Regions from separate parts of the Mus musculus genome. Here regions 1, 2 and 4 are each linked to region 3. Evidence: chromatin contacts called from public HiChIP or PLAC-seq and promoter capture Hi-C data. All regions are on one chromosome and are shown on one strand. Each heading gives the region's core, a stretch centred on a gene start, on an enhancer-like site or on the middle of the called end of the contact. The rest is flanking DNA. Distances are from core to core; before and after follow the strand shown.

Region 1 (4,528 bases), core at 820-3,319, 1.9 Mb after region 3:
AGCTTCATCTTGGATTGGAGACAGCCCATAAGCTCAAGCCCCAAGACTTGAATTTTGCAGTGTGTGCATGGAGTGGAAGCTGGGAGTGCTTCAAAACCCCACTGGCACTGAAAGCCTTATAGCTCTACTGTGAGACTGTGATCTTGAGAATTATACTGGGTAGAAAGTTCTTGGAAGAGCAGTTGGTGTTTGCAAGTGGTCACTGTGACTTTGTGGAAGAACAGGAGAACAAAGTTGAGAATGTTTTATGGTGTTAAAGATTTGCTTTTGAACTCAGTGCTCTCATTGGGTCTACTGAGCTTTCCCGATGGCTCCTGTAAGATGATTCTAATAGCACTGGAACTCAGAATGTACTCTACATGAGTTCATTGAGTACACAGATAATGTGTGCCATTCAATTTCACAGGAAGGAGATGCAGCATTCAGATATATGCTCATGAAAAATATTACAGAGCAAAATGTAAATTTTAATTCTAAAAAGAAAATGAAAAATTAAGTTGCTCCTTTGTCCAACTTGGCTGAATGTACCAAGCATGTAAGAACAGCATTTCACTCTAGGGAGACAGCTGAAGGATCTTGTCATTATTAGCATAAAGACTAATCCATAAACAGAAGTGACCAGCCCAAGGTCACACAACAATTAGATTACCCCCTTCATAGCACTGTCTTCTAGTCTATGAGTTAAAAGTGCATAATAATTTTATCTGCATGGCATCTTAAACTCTTTATCAAAGTAAAAAAAAAATGCCTCTGACAGAAGTGACTACACAGGACAGCATTCTGACTGAATAGAAACCATTCTACCCTCAGCTTGGACCACTCTGTAGAAATGCTCAAATTATCAGAGTCTCAAATATTGATATCTCTTAAAAGCTAATACTCACCAAGAGTGTGCAAACTCAGAAGTCAGTCAAACTGACTTCTACTTGAATCATTTTCTGTTATCCAGTGCCCCAAAACACAACTACATAGAGGGTCATCTTTAGGAAACAACATTTTAATCACCAGTATGCTAATAAGTAACTCTTAGCTCTACTTCTAGCTTATTAGGTCAGAATTTCTGATTGCCTGACAAGGTAAATTTTAGCAAACTCCCCCCAAAATTCACATGACCACAAAAACATAAGCTTGTACACTTGCTCTACAAACCCTTTAGTCCCAGAAAATACAGTTTTGATCCAAGAAACTCATTTGATAATTCATAACATAAGAGACTAACATGTCATTTGAACCTGGGTTCTTTTGATTTGAAAGATTTCAAAATTTGACCAAGAATACAGACAGGAATTTCTCCTTTGGGGAAATATCAGGACATCACTTGAGCACAGTGTTCTGCCATATATTCTAAATTTATATTTTTTTCGTTCATTTCTTTGCTCTGTGTTTTAAAGTTTAGCAACATGCACTGTCTGCCATCATCTTCAAACGCCCAAGCTAGGGGAAATTGGGTGTTAGAACTAGCACAGGGATATTTGACAAGGTTGTGTCAGATTAACATTAGTTCTAAGGAGAGAGACCTTAGGAGGCAGAGTAGAGGGTGCATTTGACAAGTGTTCACTAGGGTAATTCACCATGTAATTGGCCAAATGCTCAAAAGTCATTAGACCACAGCTGAGTAAGAAATTCGTGGCTGCTGTAGAGTTTATAGCTCCCTCTGCAGCTCCCTTTTTCCTGGAGGCTCTATTCAGAACCTCGCTTATGAGGAACCCACATGCTTGAGTCAGGAATAGCATATGTATGCATGCATAATTCCAAAGTTGACTTTTTAAAACAACAACCAGATATCAGCGACTTTTAGAAGGTCAAGTAGCATGGTTAGGGCTAGATGATTTATCCCATTTTATCTCAATGTCTAATATGCATTCATGTAGCCTAAGGACACTGCTAGAGTACAAACTCTTAGTCTGTTGTGTCTTAAGATTTGAGATTCTGTAATCTCCACACACACTTTCCAGCAATGCCAAAGCAACTGATCTATGGTTCATAGGAAAAAGCAAGGATCTAGCTGAGGGAATGCAAGTGAGCCCTCTGGATATCAACTCTGCATGACTCATGGCTGTTGCCTTGAGAGCTACATTGAGGATGCTGCAATTGAGTCCAGGACCAGCTGGTCTATTACCAGTGCCTAGCATAAACTTAAGAATAGGCGACATCACCTCTAATAATTCTCTCATGTAATGTACAGAAGCTAAAGCCCAGAGATTCCAGGGATTTATTCAGGATCCCACAGAAGCTAGTAAGTTATTGAGCTAGGGCTATATAAAGTAGAATGCATGCTTAGATTATCTTTTTTCTATCTCGCTCTGAGTTGCACATTTTAATCACAGATTGCATGTGAAGCTGTTTTAAAATAACTTTCCTCTCACTTCTATAACTGTCGGAACCAGTCACAGAATCTAATTTGGATTCATAAAGCCAGAGGACTTTGTGTAGCTAAGTCTCTGAAACAACTCTGAGACTTTCACTAAAGAGCCTCACTTGTCTTTAGTTGTCTTGTTTGTGAAAATAACAGACATGGCACACCTAACCTTTCAAGTTCACTTTGATGTTGTAGAAAGTAGCAAGCTAAAAGATCTGAATATACACTGAATTTGTTTAAGTGACTTAAATATATTCAGGAAAATTTTATTTAAAATGTGAGGCATCATTGAATTTTCCTGAAAAGATTACTACTTTTAGCCTTGTACGATGTAATCCCAGCACTCAGGAAACTGAGTCAGAAGGATATCGGGAAGTTGATAGCAGGAACCTTACATAGTGAATCCTAGGCCAGCCTGGGCTACAGAGTAATGACTTGTCTCAAATAAACAACCACAAACACACACACACACACACACAGAGAGAGAGAGATAGAGAGAGAGAGAGAGAGAGAGAGAGAGAGAGAGAGAGAGAGAGAGAGAGAGAGAGAGAAAGGTGAACACACATGCACATATACACTCTTACCAAATTATGGGTCAAATTTTATCTGAAGAGGCTGTTAATTATTATAATGAAATTCTTCTGGTTTTCTATCACTGCTTAATGGGAATAAAACAAGAGAAAGGAAGATATCAGGACAGACAATACCAAATCTTACTTAGAAATGATACTTTGTTCTGACGTTAACTTCCAGGTTAGCAAAAAGATTACCTATTTCCTCTTTCTTGCCCAGAAAGAGAAAGGGGCATTTCCTTTGTATGCAGGAGCCTACTAGGAAGGAATCTTCCTTTCTATAGACCACTCTGTCTTTTCAATTGCAGCACCAATCACTGCCAAGGGGAAGGGGAGGAGTAACAAGTTTGGTTTAAAGCCATCAGCTTCACCATGGGGACAGGAAGTCACTGCTACTCTGTTGGAGAGGAAGTATAGATCTGAGATCTCTACTAAACACTACCGAGAAAACATTTTAAGAGCAGAGCAGTGTCTGACTAAGCGAATCTGTAACTCTGAACCTTTTCTGTGGGTTGTAGATACTGCAAGTTATTAGTGCCTTAGAAATGATGACCGTTTGTTATTGCCTAATCACATGCCAGACAGGCTGGTGGATCTCCTGTGTTAGTGAGCTTTCCACTGCTGTAAAGTCTAATCGCAAACAAATCAATGTAAAAGGACCAAAAGGTTTATTTGCTTTCCAGTTTTAATCCACACATCCTTGCTCCCATTGCCAGGAGGAACACATCTGCATCATGCTCAGGGCAACTTGGCATTGTCTGAATGTTTTAAAAGCTATAAATAGACAGGGGCACTAAGGCAGTGGTTTTCAACCTTCCTAATGCCTTGACCCTTCAATACAATTCCTCATGCTGTGGTGACCCCCAACCATAAAATTACCTTCTTTGCTATGTCATAACTGTAATTATATGCATTACGTGTCACTATGAATAATAATGCAAATATCTGTTTTTAGATGGTCTTAAGGGCACCCCTGTGAAAAGGTTGTCCTACCTCCAGAGGAGTTGTGAGTCACTAGTTGAGAAACACTTCACCAAGGCATCAACATTCCCTTCATGAACACACCCACAATCCCCTAGAACCTCCTAGAGTGCCATACCTCCTAACCATTCCATTCTTTCACAATAGCATCACAGGCTTCATTCTAAGCCTTTAATATGTGGGCCTTTGAAGGATAGTAATGATCCAAAGTATAATATTTCTTAAATTCTCTAAATCAGTTCTAAAATAGCCTCAAAATACAACTCACTCATTTTATATTGTATTAGTTCTTCTGAAATTCATGCCCAAAGCAGTGGGTTTCATGATGTTGTTTCATAGATGCTTTGGATCCTGTTGGTACTCCTTCCCAACTTCCTTTTCCATCCTTTACATCCTCGCGATGGTTTCCTGCCTCCCTCAGCAGTCCTACTTTTGCTTTTGTGGACTATGTATTCTGTCACCTTTTCATTTCTGTATTTTAACAAGTAGGAAACTGAGGCTCAGTGGAGCTGGAGAACTAAGCCAAGATCACACAGCAAGTTGGTAGATGAGCAAGAAATCAAAGCTGTCTCCACAGCTCACATTTGCAAGTTTAGTTAACTATATAAATGTTCTT
Region 2 (4,442 bases), core at 1,292-3,791, 1.7 Mb after region 3:
AGATTTTCAATATGCACTTATTTAATCATTTAATGCATTACTATTATTATTTTGGATGGATGTGAGAGAATTTTGTGATTTATTTTGTTTCCTGAATTTCATACTTTCAGCCCAAACTAGAAAACCTTCCTGAACGTGATGGATGGATAAGAGGATTAATTAATAGAAAGAAGTCTGTATTTGGAGATGTTTTTTTGGAGATAAAGGAATTTTCTAAGACTTGATCAAATTATTGGCTAACTACTTTGGGAATCTTTTGGTTATTGAAACATATTTTTCTCTTTTCATTACATTGGTCTTGAATGTTACTATTACTGTAAGAGCAAAGAAAAGGAAGTCAGCAAAAGGTGCCTCTGCCCCACACCAGTGTGTGCGTGTGTGTGCGTGTGTGCGCGTGTGCGTGCGTGCGCGTGCGTGAGTGTGTGTGTGTGTGTGTGTGTGTGTGTGTGTGTGTGTGTGTGCGCGTGTGCGTGTGTGTGTGTGTGCGTGTGCGTGTGTGTGTGTGTTTGTGTGCGTGTGTGTGCGCGCGCATTCTCATGTAAGCCTCCAGCCTTGCAGATAGTCCTGCAGTGATGCATCTGCTCTGTGTTTATGGTGCTATGTTTTACCTGTCTTTAACCTAGAAACTTCCCCAGATTATTTCCCTTTGGTTTGTCTTCTGCCCTAGGGAAACTATCAGATTCCTGCTGGCAACCATCCCTTCTCCACAGTTCCCTTGGAGTCACCTCTCTAAACTGCCCCAGAATAATAACTCTTAATTTCCTGAGATGCGCGCAAGGGGATGGAAGTGGGGGTAGGGGTGTCTTGTACTATGTGGGTCAAAAGGGGAAGCTGAACGTGGTCACAGTGGAGACTAAAAAGCCTTCAGTTGGAATCTTGTAGCACCAAGCTAGCTGCGATCCCTGGGGATCTGGTCTCTGCTCTCACCAGAGAGACCTGCTGGACCACCAGTCTGTTGTAATCTGTGAGCTTTCCCATCCCACAGGCGCAGTGGGCGCTTGGAGGTCCCCCGCGTGGCAGCAGAGAGCTAGCAGAGTGTGAGGTTCTGAACTTTAAGAGTTGAGGTAGTCTAGTCTAAGGGTTAGAAACACTGCTTTATAAGCACAACTCACTTTCCACCCTTCTCCACAGAAATGACCTTGGACATGTTCCTCCGATCGATGTGCTAGTTTCTAAACCCGTAAAATGGGGTCACTAAGGAGTCAACTTTGAGCTAATATTGCTTTAAGCGCGGCTTTCTGCACATGGTAGGGACTCTCGGTAAATGACAAGGCTCAGTAGTAGATTTAGGTTGGATACTGGGGTCCAGGACCCAGTGTTGAGTTCTGCCTTTCTACCTCTTCATCAAAGAGTGCCAGGGTAGTTGATGCACCTGCTGTACTCCCTCCCTGTCTTCAGGATAAAACGAGGAACACGACTCTAGGGCATCCCAGTCCCGGTGCTCTCGGCATCCTCTTCCCCCCCCCCCCCCCGCAACTCCTCCCCTCCTCCAGCGAGCCCCAAGCAGAGGAAATGATTTTTCCTATGAAATGAGTCTGGATCTGGTGTCCGTGTTGAGCCTGGAGCTGGAGGGAAGGGGGCAGCCTTGGGTCCCCTTGGGCTAGGAAAGGGATGAGGGAAAATTGTGGTGTGTAGATAGGTGATTTGGTGGCTCAAACGGTCTCGGGGTTCCTTCATTGTGCCTGTCTTCTGTGAACCACTGGGTTTGGACGCAGAGGTGCAGCTTCAACTGTCCAGAGCAGAGCGGCAGTGGTGCAGCTCCGTTGGGCCACAGTAGTGGGCGGCGAGCTCCTGCTGGTGAGGTAAGGAGTGGTGGGTGGCAAGGACTGTGAATGCACGTGTCTCGTGTGTGTCTGTGTGTGTGTGTGTGTGTGTGTGTGTGTGTGTGTGTGTGTGTGTGCGCGCGCGCGCGCGCGCGGTGCGCGTGCGTCCGCGAGGCGTGGGGGGCCAGAGGAGCGCATCCCACCCCGCAACCCGCCCTCGCACTGGATGCCTTTTGGCCCCGCACCTGTGCTGGAACGCCTGTCACCCTCTGTCCCTCACGCCCCCACTTCTTTTGTTCTTCAGTCACACACACACACCTCATCCTGACCACTTATAATTTCCTAGTGCAGAGTCAGACCCAAACCCAGAGAAGCCTTTGCCTGACTGCTCCCCTCGCCCCCTCCCCCTCCTGCTATAAATAGCTGGACTAGCGGGTCAGGAGCGTCACAGCGCCAGAAACCAGGACCCCGAGGTTTTCTTCCCAGGGAACAGGGGGCAAAGGGGGAGCAGGAGGAAGAGAAAGAAATCACTCGTGAGTAGTGAAGAAAAAGCTCGCCCCTTGACTCCCAGGAAAAACGAGCATCTTTGGATTCCTGTATCCTTCCCCTTTCTTCTCAAAGCCATTCCGATTCTTTCATATTCACAGTCCACTCCCCACCCCCACCCCCCCTCGCTCAAAATCCAACGTTTGCTCAGCACTCCTCCCATTGGTTTTTTTTCTCCTCCTCGGACTCTGGTTCCCACTGCTCCCCTCCCCACCCCTAGCGCTCCCACCCCACCCCCACCTCCTCCGCTTGTCCCAGGCAGGGGATTGCTATTCTTAAGGAAATAAAGTTCAACTCCTTGCCCCTTTCAACTGGCTTAGACCGGGAGGAGAAGGGTTTCAGGAACCAATCTTCCTCCCTACACCCTACTCCTATTTTTCTTTTTAATATTTAAGGGGACACACACACACACTCTCTCTCTCTCTCTCTCTCTCCCTCTCTCTAAAATCCCACCACGTCGTGAGGTGCAACTACCTCCTAGAACAGAAACTTACCAGACGCTCTGGTTGCTTTTGTCTTAAAGAAAGAAAGAAAAAAAACCAACGAAGATTTTACTCTGGATGCATTTCTGGGGTAGTAGTTTAATATTATTCAAACATGTACATATTACACATATATATGCTTCTTTTCCTTTTTCCCCTTTAATTTTTTTAAACAAGGAAATCTCGGTCCCCGGCAGCCGCCGCTGCCCCTTTGATGTTTTGGTACGCCGTGCGCATGCGCTCCACATTAGAATTACTGCACTGGGCAGACTAAGTTGGATCTCCTCTCTTCAGTGAATCCCTCAATCCCACCAGAACCTAAAGGGATGTGGAGAGTCCGGAAAAGGGGCTACTTTGGGATTTGGTCATTTCCCTTAATAATCGCCGCTGTCTGTGCTCAGAGGTAAGTGTCCCTTTCCTTTCTCACTTGTCAGGGCTCTGTCTGCATACCTCTCTGTGAGCAGGGCTGTTGAAGATGCCGTGCTGTCTTCTTTATTCATTCCTGGTTATTGTCATTTTTTTCTTTAGTGTCAATGACCCTAGTAATATGTCGCTGGTTAAAGAGACGGTGGACAGACTGTTGAAAGGCTATGACATTCGTCTGAGACCAGATTTTGGAGGTAATGGGATTGCCTTGCAAATAAGAAACAGCCCAGCTCCAGCCCAAGCTGTCTTTTGGGCTTTGTGTGCACTCTCTTTCCTCTCCTTAGTTGTGGGCGCATGTGATGTATAGAATGTTTTCCTATTTTACCTTGCTGAGAAACAGATCCAAACTTAAGCCAGTTTCTGTCCAGCACTTGAGAGGTCTTTCAAGAAGACCCCCTTAGAGTGTGACCAGACTTTGTAACCGCTCTCGTTCTCCTTCACCGTGATACATCTTTGTTCCCAGTCTGAGGTTTCTTGAGATACAAACCTCTTAAGTTTAGTTAACAGTGTGCCCAGCCGGGGATGTCTTATAATGTGAGTATTTTTGAGGACACAGTGTGCAGGCGGTTGGCTGAGAGGTGGCTTCAACTCTCTGTGCCCATCTACTTTAGAAGAGTTCTGGCCATGGTTTAAAGTGGCTCATGTCGGGATTCCACCCAGCCCTATATGCGAATGGCATAGGGGAGAAGGGGTTCTGGGGAATTGAGAATAAAGATAGCAGAGGAAAAAGGGGCATCTCTCCCTGGAGCCCCAGATATGCTAGTGTGGCCATTTAATTTTGCTCAGACTCTTAATGGAATTAAAGAGTTAAAACCTACACACAGAAGTGGGTGGGGAAAAAAAGAGGGGGTTTCAATGCAATCTACACGAATCCCTAGGGCTCTGTGAGTTGTAGGAATTCACATGCTGAGACATCAACATGTGTAGACAGAGCTGGCAACATTGTCTGACCAGCACATGTGTGCATATTCCTAGAAGAGTATCCCCACATTCATACTGCAAAGATATGGGAAAGTAATGAATATATGGATTAGCTCTACAGAGGGGGTTTCTTTAGAGTTCCCAGTGACAACTCTTCGTATGAATGACTAAGTTCTGAGAAGTCACATGGCTGACCATCTTGGTTTGCAGGTCCCCCTGTGGCCGTAGGAATGAACATTGATATTGCCAGCATTGATATGGTTTCTGAGGTCAATATGGTGAGTATTAATGCTCATAGATACGT
Region 3 (4,059 bases), core at 1,501-4,000:
GTTGCTGTCTTAAGAGTTAAGCTTTGAAAGCCATATGAATATTTTGTCAGTTACTGGGAAATAACTCCGTAAACCCTTCCTTTTCTATTGCATGCAACCTGGAGCTGGAAATGCCAGATGGCTAAGGGAATTAGAATTTTTATATATGGGTAGTAATTAAGAAATACACCCTAATTCCTAATCCACAACCTAACATTCAGACTTTAACGGAGATTTAACTTTAAATCTATGATGTGAATAGATGAGTGGAAATATCCAGTCTATCAAGAAAGGTTTTGATTGGGGCTAGTGTGGTGGCTCAGTGGGAAAGGCGGCTGATGACCTGGGTTCAATCCCCAGGATCCGTATTCCTGCAGTGGTCCTCATCTCTACATAATATTGCAGCATGGGTGTGTCCATATGCACACAAACACACACAAACATACAAATATATGTAAGACAGTTTTTAAGAAATTTCTATGTTTTTGTTTTTTGTTTTTTGTTTTAATTTTTATCTTTTGAAATGGTCTCACTGTGTATCCTTGACTGTCCTGGAAGTCACTATGTCTACCTGGCTGGCCTCGAACTCACAGAAACCTGCCTGTCTTTGCCATCCGAGTGCTAGGATTAAAGGCATTTCACCAGGCCCTTAATTTTATTTTGATTATTCCTCTGTGTAAGGGAGAGTTAGCTAGGAGGGCGTGTGTCTGCCCTAGTGTATGTGTGAAGGTCAGAGGACAGATTTGGGGACTTGGTTCATTCTCTTCACTTAAGTGTTCCAGGGACAGCACTCAGACTTGACTCTCTGAGGCCTGTGTAACAAGTACTCTCTGTGTTCAGCTACTTTGCTGGCTCAAGACAGTTTGTTACATAGAGCCAGCTTTCCCGCTACTGGAGTACTACAATTAATGGCTTGATGTTAAATTACTTTCTACTTCAGTATACAACTAATAAGTGATGTTTTACAAGTCTTCATTATGGAAAGGAAGCATTGCCACATTTGAAAGTGGTTTTTGTATACCAGCCCTAATCCAGAAATTTGATGGCTTTTTTTCCTTTTTATTAATTTGATGTGTGTGTGAGTGTGTTTGGTACATTTGTGCATGTGCCAGAGGAGGCTAGAAGAGGGCCTCAGATTTCAACTGCCCACCTAGCTGTTGGAACTTAATTTAGATTTTCTGGAAGACCAACATGCACTCCTAGCTACTGAGCCATTTCTCCAGCCCTCTGCAATTTGATCTCTTAAACACATGGAGCGAAATTAAGAGCTGAGATATTGTAACATAAACATACCTTCATTTTAGACAAGAATCTGTCCAGTAAATTCACAGCTAGGGAAAATGTCTCCGTGTCAAAGCCAAAGAACTGAGTTAGACTAAGTAGATCTTTTACTTCAAAGTCCCGTAATCTTGCAGTCATTCTGAGGCCATTATCATGGGCCGACTCAATTAGTTTCAAGCCGCAGACCTTTGGCTGACATCTAGACTCCTGTTCCAACAGGGTGTTCAGCTGGTGTAGCAGTTTCTGAGAGTCAGTTGTCAGTACTTCTATCATCTATAAATAGAACAAACCCAGAAAAGAGCATAAGAACCCTGCCTGGCTATCTCTGCATTGTGGCAAAAAGTGCTTTATAGTGCATGCCCCCTCCACCCCCCACCCCATTTCCATTACGTCTAAGACGAAGACACTGCAAAGCCAAGGTCTGTAAGTATTTTTACCTTCTCCCAGTAGGTCACATTCCTAAATTGTGAGTTTGTATAGGACATAAACTATGGCTTAAAAATTTTTTTTCTCTACTTAAGCAAAGACTTCTTCATTGTCAGTACATGCCACAAATAGATACTGCCCCACATGATACACCCAAACTAAAAGTCAAATGATAGTACATACTCTGCCATATATGTTAACAACGTGAACCTTAGTTCCTTACCTATGAAGTAGAAATACGATTATTACCTACAATCTCATAGCTCATAGATTGGGTAGCTTAAAAGGAGTCACACAAACCGCTTAGCACACAGGTGCCCATTTATTTCCAGGTAATGAGCTTATTTTTACACCTGTGAAATGAGGGTGACAACATCTGTTTCTTGGAGTGGCTGTGAATAACACACGATATGACTCAGTGTGGCACGGTGCTTAGCACTCAGTGCTCCGAATAGTCTAACGCCATTTAAAAACCAAAAGAAAAAGTTAGGTGAAGCTGGGGAGTTGCATTGGTGGAAGTATGCATTACACTTCCTCTGAGTCCTGGGCACAACCTAAGCCCTGGATACAGAGGACGATTCTTCCCTGGGCAGTTTAAAGATGTGACAGGAAGGTCGTCTTGGTGAGGAACCACTAACTCAGTTCAGGGGTGCAGGTTGGGACTGGGAGGCATGACATAGGAATACCGCTCCCGCTGCGCCTCTCTCTAGGCGCAGACTAGCCCGGGCTTGCGTTCCGGAGTGCAGGGTTCTGAGATCCACCCCATAGTCCCCTCTCACCTTGACAGCCACGTCTTCACCACGGTGACCACCCACCCCGGGCCTGCTCTCAGCTCGCCCCACGTCCCCGATCCGACAGGCCTACTAAGGGGACGGACTAGGGAGTGGGGGTCAAGTGAGCAGAGGCCCGGGGAGGGGCCGGCGTCCCGGTGGAGGGTCCCTCAGCGCCCTGACCAAGTACTGCCTTCCTCGGGGTCAGCGCGCAGCGAAGGACTGCGCCGGGCAGTGGGGGAACAAGCTGGAGACCTGGCTCTCTAGCTGGGACGCATCTACGTCGCTGATTGGTGTGGTTCTTTTGATGGATGGTCTCTGAGGAAGCTCGGCCAATCAGCGCACACTTCCCGTTGTCCAGACTTCAATTCTCCTCCCCTTTCGAGCCACGCCCGACTCTCGCAGCCTCTCTCATTGGAGCATTTCCGAACTGTCCTTCCTTAAGCTGCGGAACTGAGTGTTCAGTGCCAAGGCTTGCCCGGGCAGGTCTGGCCTCTATTAGCCAGATTGGTCTGGGTAGCGGACCAGAATGTACTGTGAGGGTTTTTGTTTTGCATTGTTTTGGTTTTTGCTTTTTTCCTTTTGTTGTTGTTCACTGCAGCTCAGTCCCCTCTTTCTAAAAACACAATGGCAAGTTAAAAAAAAAAAATGCTTTCGTTCTCTTTACAGATAATGAGATGGTAGGCTTCTCTATAGTGTTCTCTATAGGCTTCTCTAGAGTGTTCTCTCTGAGTTTTAGGAATCAGTTCATCGTTATCTTATTTTGTTTCTTGCAAAACTTCTCAGATGTTACAATGATGTCAGAGTATGTAGTTTCTTGGTCCTCTGCTAATTTTCTGAATTTGTTCTTGTAGCACCCTCATACTATCATCAGTGACTTAAAATGCCATATGTCTGGCAGAAAACAGCAAAGAACAGTGCCTGGAAAACCCCATCTGCAGTGAGCCGAATCTCAGGCTTCAGAATAGGGTGTGAAGGAACATTATTCTTACAAAATTAATCTCTATAAGCCTCTTCTCTACCAGGTTAACGGAAAAATAATTATCCTGAACTCTTGCTGGACTCCTTTCGGGGGTAGCGGGGAAGGGCATGTCCTCAGGAGCAATGCACAGAGAGTAGGTTCTCAGCTCGCATGGCTGCAGTGGGGGTGAGGGTGAGGAGTTGGGGTGGTGACGGTGGTGTTCAGGATTTTGTCCATTCCAGTACATCTCATGAAAATAAGAAAGAGCCAAGCCGGCTGGCCGTCCATAACGGTCATTAACTAGATACAAGTGATGTTTTATTTGAGACAGGGTCTTTATGTAGTCCAAGCTGTCCTGGAACTCCTTAGCTATGTAAACTAGGCTGGTCTTGAACTTAGAGATCCACCTGCCTCTGACTCTCCTAGTGCTGGGATTAAAAACATGCACCATCATGCCTGGCCTTTTCTCTTTAATTAAAAAAAAAGTTTTAGATTTTAAAATTATATCTGGGGGTGTTGGTGAAGTGGGGAATGTATGGCACAGGAATGTGGCTACCCTCAGAGACCAGAGATGTTGGATCTGGCATTTCAGGCAGTTAGCTGTGAGTTGACCAAGGAACAGTATTCATTTGGATCCCTGGT
Region 4 (4,243 bases), core at 106-2,605, 1.4 Mb after region 3:
CATCAACGCAGTGTTATGAGGCATGGGCTTCTTCTCATGGTTTGGGCTTTATGATGAACTGGACATTGGTTGGCCATTTCCACAAGTTCTGTGCCACCCTTGCTCCAGCATACCTTATAGGCAAGTCCTTCTAGGGTGAGAGTTTTGAGGCTGTGTTGCTGTTTAAGTTTTGTCTTTCTGTAACCTACAAGTACTTTTCTGAGGCAAAGAAACTAGAATGTGGGGATGAAAGCTACTCACAGGCACCAGCTCAACCTCTCTGCTTTCAGTGAACTGTGTGGATGCTGTCCTCGAAATTGAGCCCCACTTTCAGTTTTCCCAAAGCTATTCTCTATGCTAACATTGGGCTAAATTGTTTGGTGATCTCCACAGAACACTCTTAGCCAACAACTCAAGCGAAACCAACCCAGTCGTACCACTCAAAGCCTTACCTGTAACCTTCATTACTAGACCTCATTAGGGTCATCCTCACAGATTCCAGAAATTGTCCACTGCATTTGTGCTTAGGAACACCCTCAGCATGGAGAGGGGTTCTGAGAGAAGGGGTGTCTGAGAGCCACGAAAGCATGAATGAAAGTCAACTTGTAAATCCAAGTGTGTGTGTGTGTGTGTGTGTGTGTGTGTGTGTGTGAGTTCTCCAAGCAGTTCTTTCATTTTATCTCTCTAAAATATTCTCTCAATAGTTCATCTCCTGCAGAACACAGTTCTAAGCTTTTATTTCACATATCAATTTACTCCTAATTTCCTTCTGATTGTATTCCAAATCAGCATCCTGTGAACACAGCCCTTTGATTCTTAAAAGACAACAAATGCAAAAGAATTCAGAGACCTGTTAGCCTTTGTTAAACACAGACTGTAAATTAGTTGGGTGGAACCCTGTCCTGAAATTAGCATTTCTACCACACCTGGACCTAATTTAGCTCTGTCCTGCACTGACCTTGTATTCAGGAATCTGCCTGCCTTTGTATCTTTCTAACAAGCTGGCTCATGGAACAACTGCCTTTGTTTCTTTAGATTCATGAATCCCCTCATAATTCATATTGCATCCTTATATTTTGCATGATTGAAAATTTATTTATATGTATTTACATATATTGAACTCATATATTTAGAGCTCTTTTCCATAGCCTTAAGGGCTGTTCTGAAGGTCTCAGCTTTTACACTTTTGAGAAGACAAAGCCCTCACCTTGAATCCTGGACTCACACTGTTTGTAATTCCCATAGAATCATTAACATTAGTTCCTCTAAGAAATCTGAAAGGTTTATATTATTATACAAACAAGCCTTATGCCCACAACAGCCACCCAAACTCATGGATTCTCACACCTGGACCCTGTCCCAGCACTATGTCACTCTGTTCCCACCAGGGTATGCCTAGGGGTTGGGGAGTGGGGTCCCTGCATACTCGGTTTCTACACTGTCTTCCTGCTTCCCTATTCCAGCTATCTCTCCCTACCACTGCTCCATATCTTCATTCTCTATTCTCACCCAATCCCCCTTGCTCCCATCTTTACCAGCTTCCAGTCCACATGTAAATTTTACTCTATTTTGTCTTCCCTGAGAGATACATCATTTTTCTCCTACAGCACCCCTTTTACCTAACTTCTCTGGATCTATGAATTGTAGCTTGTTTAAATCATTTATTTAGCAGTTATTATCCACTTACAAATAAATATATATTACATTTGTCTTTCTGTGTCTAAGTTACCTCAGAGTGGTTTTTTTTTTTTTTTCTAGTTGCATCTATTTACCTGCAAATTTCATGATGGCTTGTTTTTAAACACTTGAGTAATACTTTATCATGTAAATGTCACATTTTCTTTTCTATTCTTCAGTTGAGGGACATCTAAGTTGTTAAAGTTTCTAGCTATTCTGAATAAAGCCTCACTGAACATAGCTAAACACATGTCTTTGTAGTAAGATACATCCTTTGGGTATACGACCCAAGATTAGTTTAACTTGATCTTGAGGTAAATTGATTTCTGGTTTTCTGAGAAACAGTCATATTGGTTTCCATAGTGGTTGTACAAGTTTTCACTCCCACCAGCAATGGAGGAGTGTTCCCCTTGCTCTACATCCTCACCAGCAGAAGATGTCACTTATATCATAGATATTAGCCATCCTGGAAGGTATAAGATGAAATCTCAAGGTAATTTGGATTTATATTTCCCTGATGGCAAAGGATGTTTGTTGTACATTGCTTTAAAGTGTTTTTCAGATATTTGAGATTTCTTTATTGAGAATTCTCTGTTTAGACCTGTACTCATTTTTTGGATTAGATTATTATTTTTTTAAATTTTCATTTCTTGAGTTCTTTATATATTTTGGATATTAGACCTCTATCAGATGTAAAGTTAGTAAAATCTTGTTCCATTTTATAGCTGTCATTTTGTCGAATTGACAGAAGCCTTTCATTTTCATGAGGTCTCATTTATTAATAATTGGTCTTAGTGCCTGTGCTATTGGTATTCTGTTCAGAATGGTGGCTCTGGTGAAAAGTGTTCAAGATTATTCCCCAATTTCTCTTTTACCAGGTTCATTGTGCCTGGTTTTATGTTGAACTGTTTTATCTACTTGGACTTGACTTTTATGCAAGATGATAGATATGCCTCTATTTGCATTCTTCTACATGCAGATATCCAGTAAAACCAGCACTGTTTGTTGAAGATGCTTTCTTTTCTCCACTGGGTATTTCTGGCTTCTTTAGCAAAACTCAGGTCTCCATAGTAATGTGGATTTATGTCAGGGTCTTCAATTTGATTCCACTGATTAACATGTCTGTTTTTATGCCAATACGTAGTGGCTTTTGCTTTGCTTTGTTTTGTTCTTATTTCTATAGATCTGTAGTGCAACTTGAAATATGAGATGGTGATATGTCTAGAAGTGTAAGACCCCCTTTCAGGGACCCCTACTCTAGTCTCGGGAGTGAGAGAGCACCCAAAGGAACACGAGGACCCATCTTGCTGTAATTACATGAGGTCGTTTAATGACAGAGCTCCGGACCGACATGCATCTCACACAGGAGATAATGGATGTTGGCCACGAGGCTCAAAAGCTAGGGGTTTTTAAGGGGTAAGGGGCTTAGGGGTGTGGAATTCAGCATAGCGACACACTATTGGCTTATTCAAACATTAACAGAAAGATTACAGGGCATTAGGACTTTGTTCCTGTGGGCTGGCGGCTTATCTTTGTTCACATAGCAACCAGTTGATGTATGACTTTACCCAGTGTCAAGGGGCAGTAGACAGAGGGGAGGTTCTGGCCAGGTGGTGTTGACCCAGACAAGATAGCCCTGCTTGTACAATCAAGCTGTTCTTAGGAATGTCTTAACAACAGCCCTGTCTGTTCTGCTTTGTTCTTGGCCCCAGGTCGGGGGCTCATAGACAACTTTTTTTACATGAATCACAAGATACAAAATTTCATTTTCTTTAAGAAGTTCTTTTTACTGTTCACAGCTGTTTTAGCTATTGTGAATTTTTTGATTTTTCATGATTCTGAGCATTGTCCTTTAAAAGTCTAAATAATTCTGTTAGAATTTTGATGAGAATTGCATTGAATCTGTATATTGCTTTGGGTAGGATAGTTATTTTTACTATGTTAATCCTACTGATCCATGAGCATAAATCTTTCCATCTTGTGATGCCATTTACAATTTTTCTTCAAAGATTTGAAGTTATTGTCATGAAGGTCTTTCACTTGCTTGGTTAGAGTTTCCCCAAGCTATTTTCTAGAGATGATCATGCAGTTTGTTTGTTTGTTTGTTTGTTTGTTTCAGTTTACTTACCTGGTCGATTACATGTACAGATTATTTAATATTGACCCACTACTTTAACGATTTAGTTTAAGAGATTCAATATCTTTGCTTTTGATAAAAATCTGTTAGTTTAGTTTTTAAGAGTTGTCAAAGTATGAAAACAATGTTAAAAACCCATCTTGCACTCAGATCGCAGTACAAGCCTTTCCTTTTTAATATATAGACAGGAACCTCGCTGAGTGCTGAGTCATTTTCTGTGAGTCCTTAGCTAAGTAGGAGGTACCAGGATGTCTTACCTGTGGAAATGTTGAATTGAGTTTACATCATAAATACTATTTTCAACCAGCTGTCTACTCCATTTCCGGTTGCTCCCTGCTTAGGAATTATAGAGCCTGGCTATACCATGTGCATCCTTAGAAAGTTACTAGATGAGATCCCTACTTCCTTAAACAATGGTTTTGTCTTTTCAGAGATTTCTGTGCTTGTCTA

What was found. Promoter capture Hi-C pulls out the DNA fragments that hold promoters and counts their contacts. HiChIP or PLAC-seq counts read pairs in DNA pulled down with a chosen protein or histone mark.
Region 1: a contact with region 3 is called in a promoter capture Hi-C map of hippocampal neurons, with 14 times the contacts expected there. The contact joins the enhancer-like site here to the promoter of Ccng1 in region 3. A contact is called at or near these places in 4 of 39 promoter capture datasets (cranial neural crest, hippocampal neurons, liver and 1 more) and 2 of 115 datasets of contacts at active chromatin or transcription factors (astrocytes and forebrain).
Region 2: a contact with region 3 is called in an H3K27ac HiChIP or PLAC-seq map of neural progenitor cells, with 9 times the contacts expected there. The contact joins the promoter of Gabrb2 here to the promoter of Ccng1 in region 3. A contact is called at or near these places in 8 of 39 promoter capture datasets (the C10 cell line, cranial neural crest, embryonic stem cells and 5 more), 1 of 484 Hi-C or Micro-C datasets (pre-hematopoietic stem cells), 4 of 115 datasets of contacts at active chromatin or transcription factors (astrocytes, embryonic forebrain, neural progenitor cells and 1 more) and 1 of 9 other capture datasets (embryonic stem cells).
Region 4: a contact with region 3 is called in an H3K27ac HiChIP or PLAC-seq map of embryonic stem cells, with 7 times the contacts expected there. The contact joins the enhancer-like site here to the promoter of Ccng1 in region 3. A contact is called at or near these places in 4 of 39 promoter capture datasets (cranial neural crest, embryonic stem cells, frontonasal cranial neural crest and 1 more), 4 of 115 datasets of contacts at active chromatin or transcription factors (all in embryonic stem cells) and 1 of 9 other capture datasets (embryonic stem cells).

Annotation. Positions count from the first base shown.
Region 1 is chr11:42,607,237-42,611,764 of GRCm38.p6, forward strand. The region is part of intron 8 of Gabrb2 (gamma-aminobutyric acid (GABA) A receptor, subunit beta 2); the gene reads left to right. Among named protein-coding and RNA genes, the nearest start is that of Gm34591, 190 kb to the left of the region's middle. Within about 2 kb of position 2,070, at least 17 of the 459 cell types and tissues checked have an H3K27ac peak or open chromatin away from gene starts, as enhancers often do. A contact at or near this core is called in hippocampal neurons, where this site is marked.
Region 2 is chr11:42,418,233-42,422,674 of GRCm38.p6, forward strand. It overlaps Gabrb2 (gamma-aminobutyric acid (GABA) A receptor, subunit beta 2), which reads left to right and starts at 2,542. Exons shown (of 9, transcript NM_001362647.2): 1 at 2,542-3,194; 2 at 3,320-3,411; 3 at 4,349-4,416. The coding sequence starts at 3,118. Gm34591 (a long non-coding RNA gene) reads right to left here and starts at 2,983. Exons shown (of 3, transcript XR_388590.4): 1 at 2,804-2,983.
Region 3 is chr11:40,752,536-40,756,594 of GRCm38.p6, forward strand. Ccng1 (cyclin G1) reads right to left here and starts at 2,751. Exons shown (of 6, transcript NM_009831.2): 1 at 2,466-2,751; 2 at 1,273-1,533. The coding sequence starts at 1,533.
Region 4 is chr11:42,108,981-42,113,223 of GRCm38.p6, forward strand. No RefSeq gene overlaps it. Among named protein-coding and RNA genes, the nearest start is that of Gabra1, 72 kb to the right of the region's middle. Within about 2 kb of position 1,356, at least 5 of the 459 cell types and tissues checked have an H3K27ac peak or open chromatin away from gene starts, as enhancers often do. A contact at or near this core is called in embryonic stem cells, where this site is marked.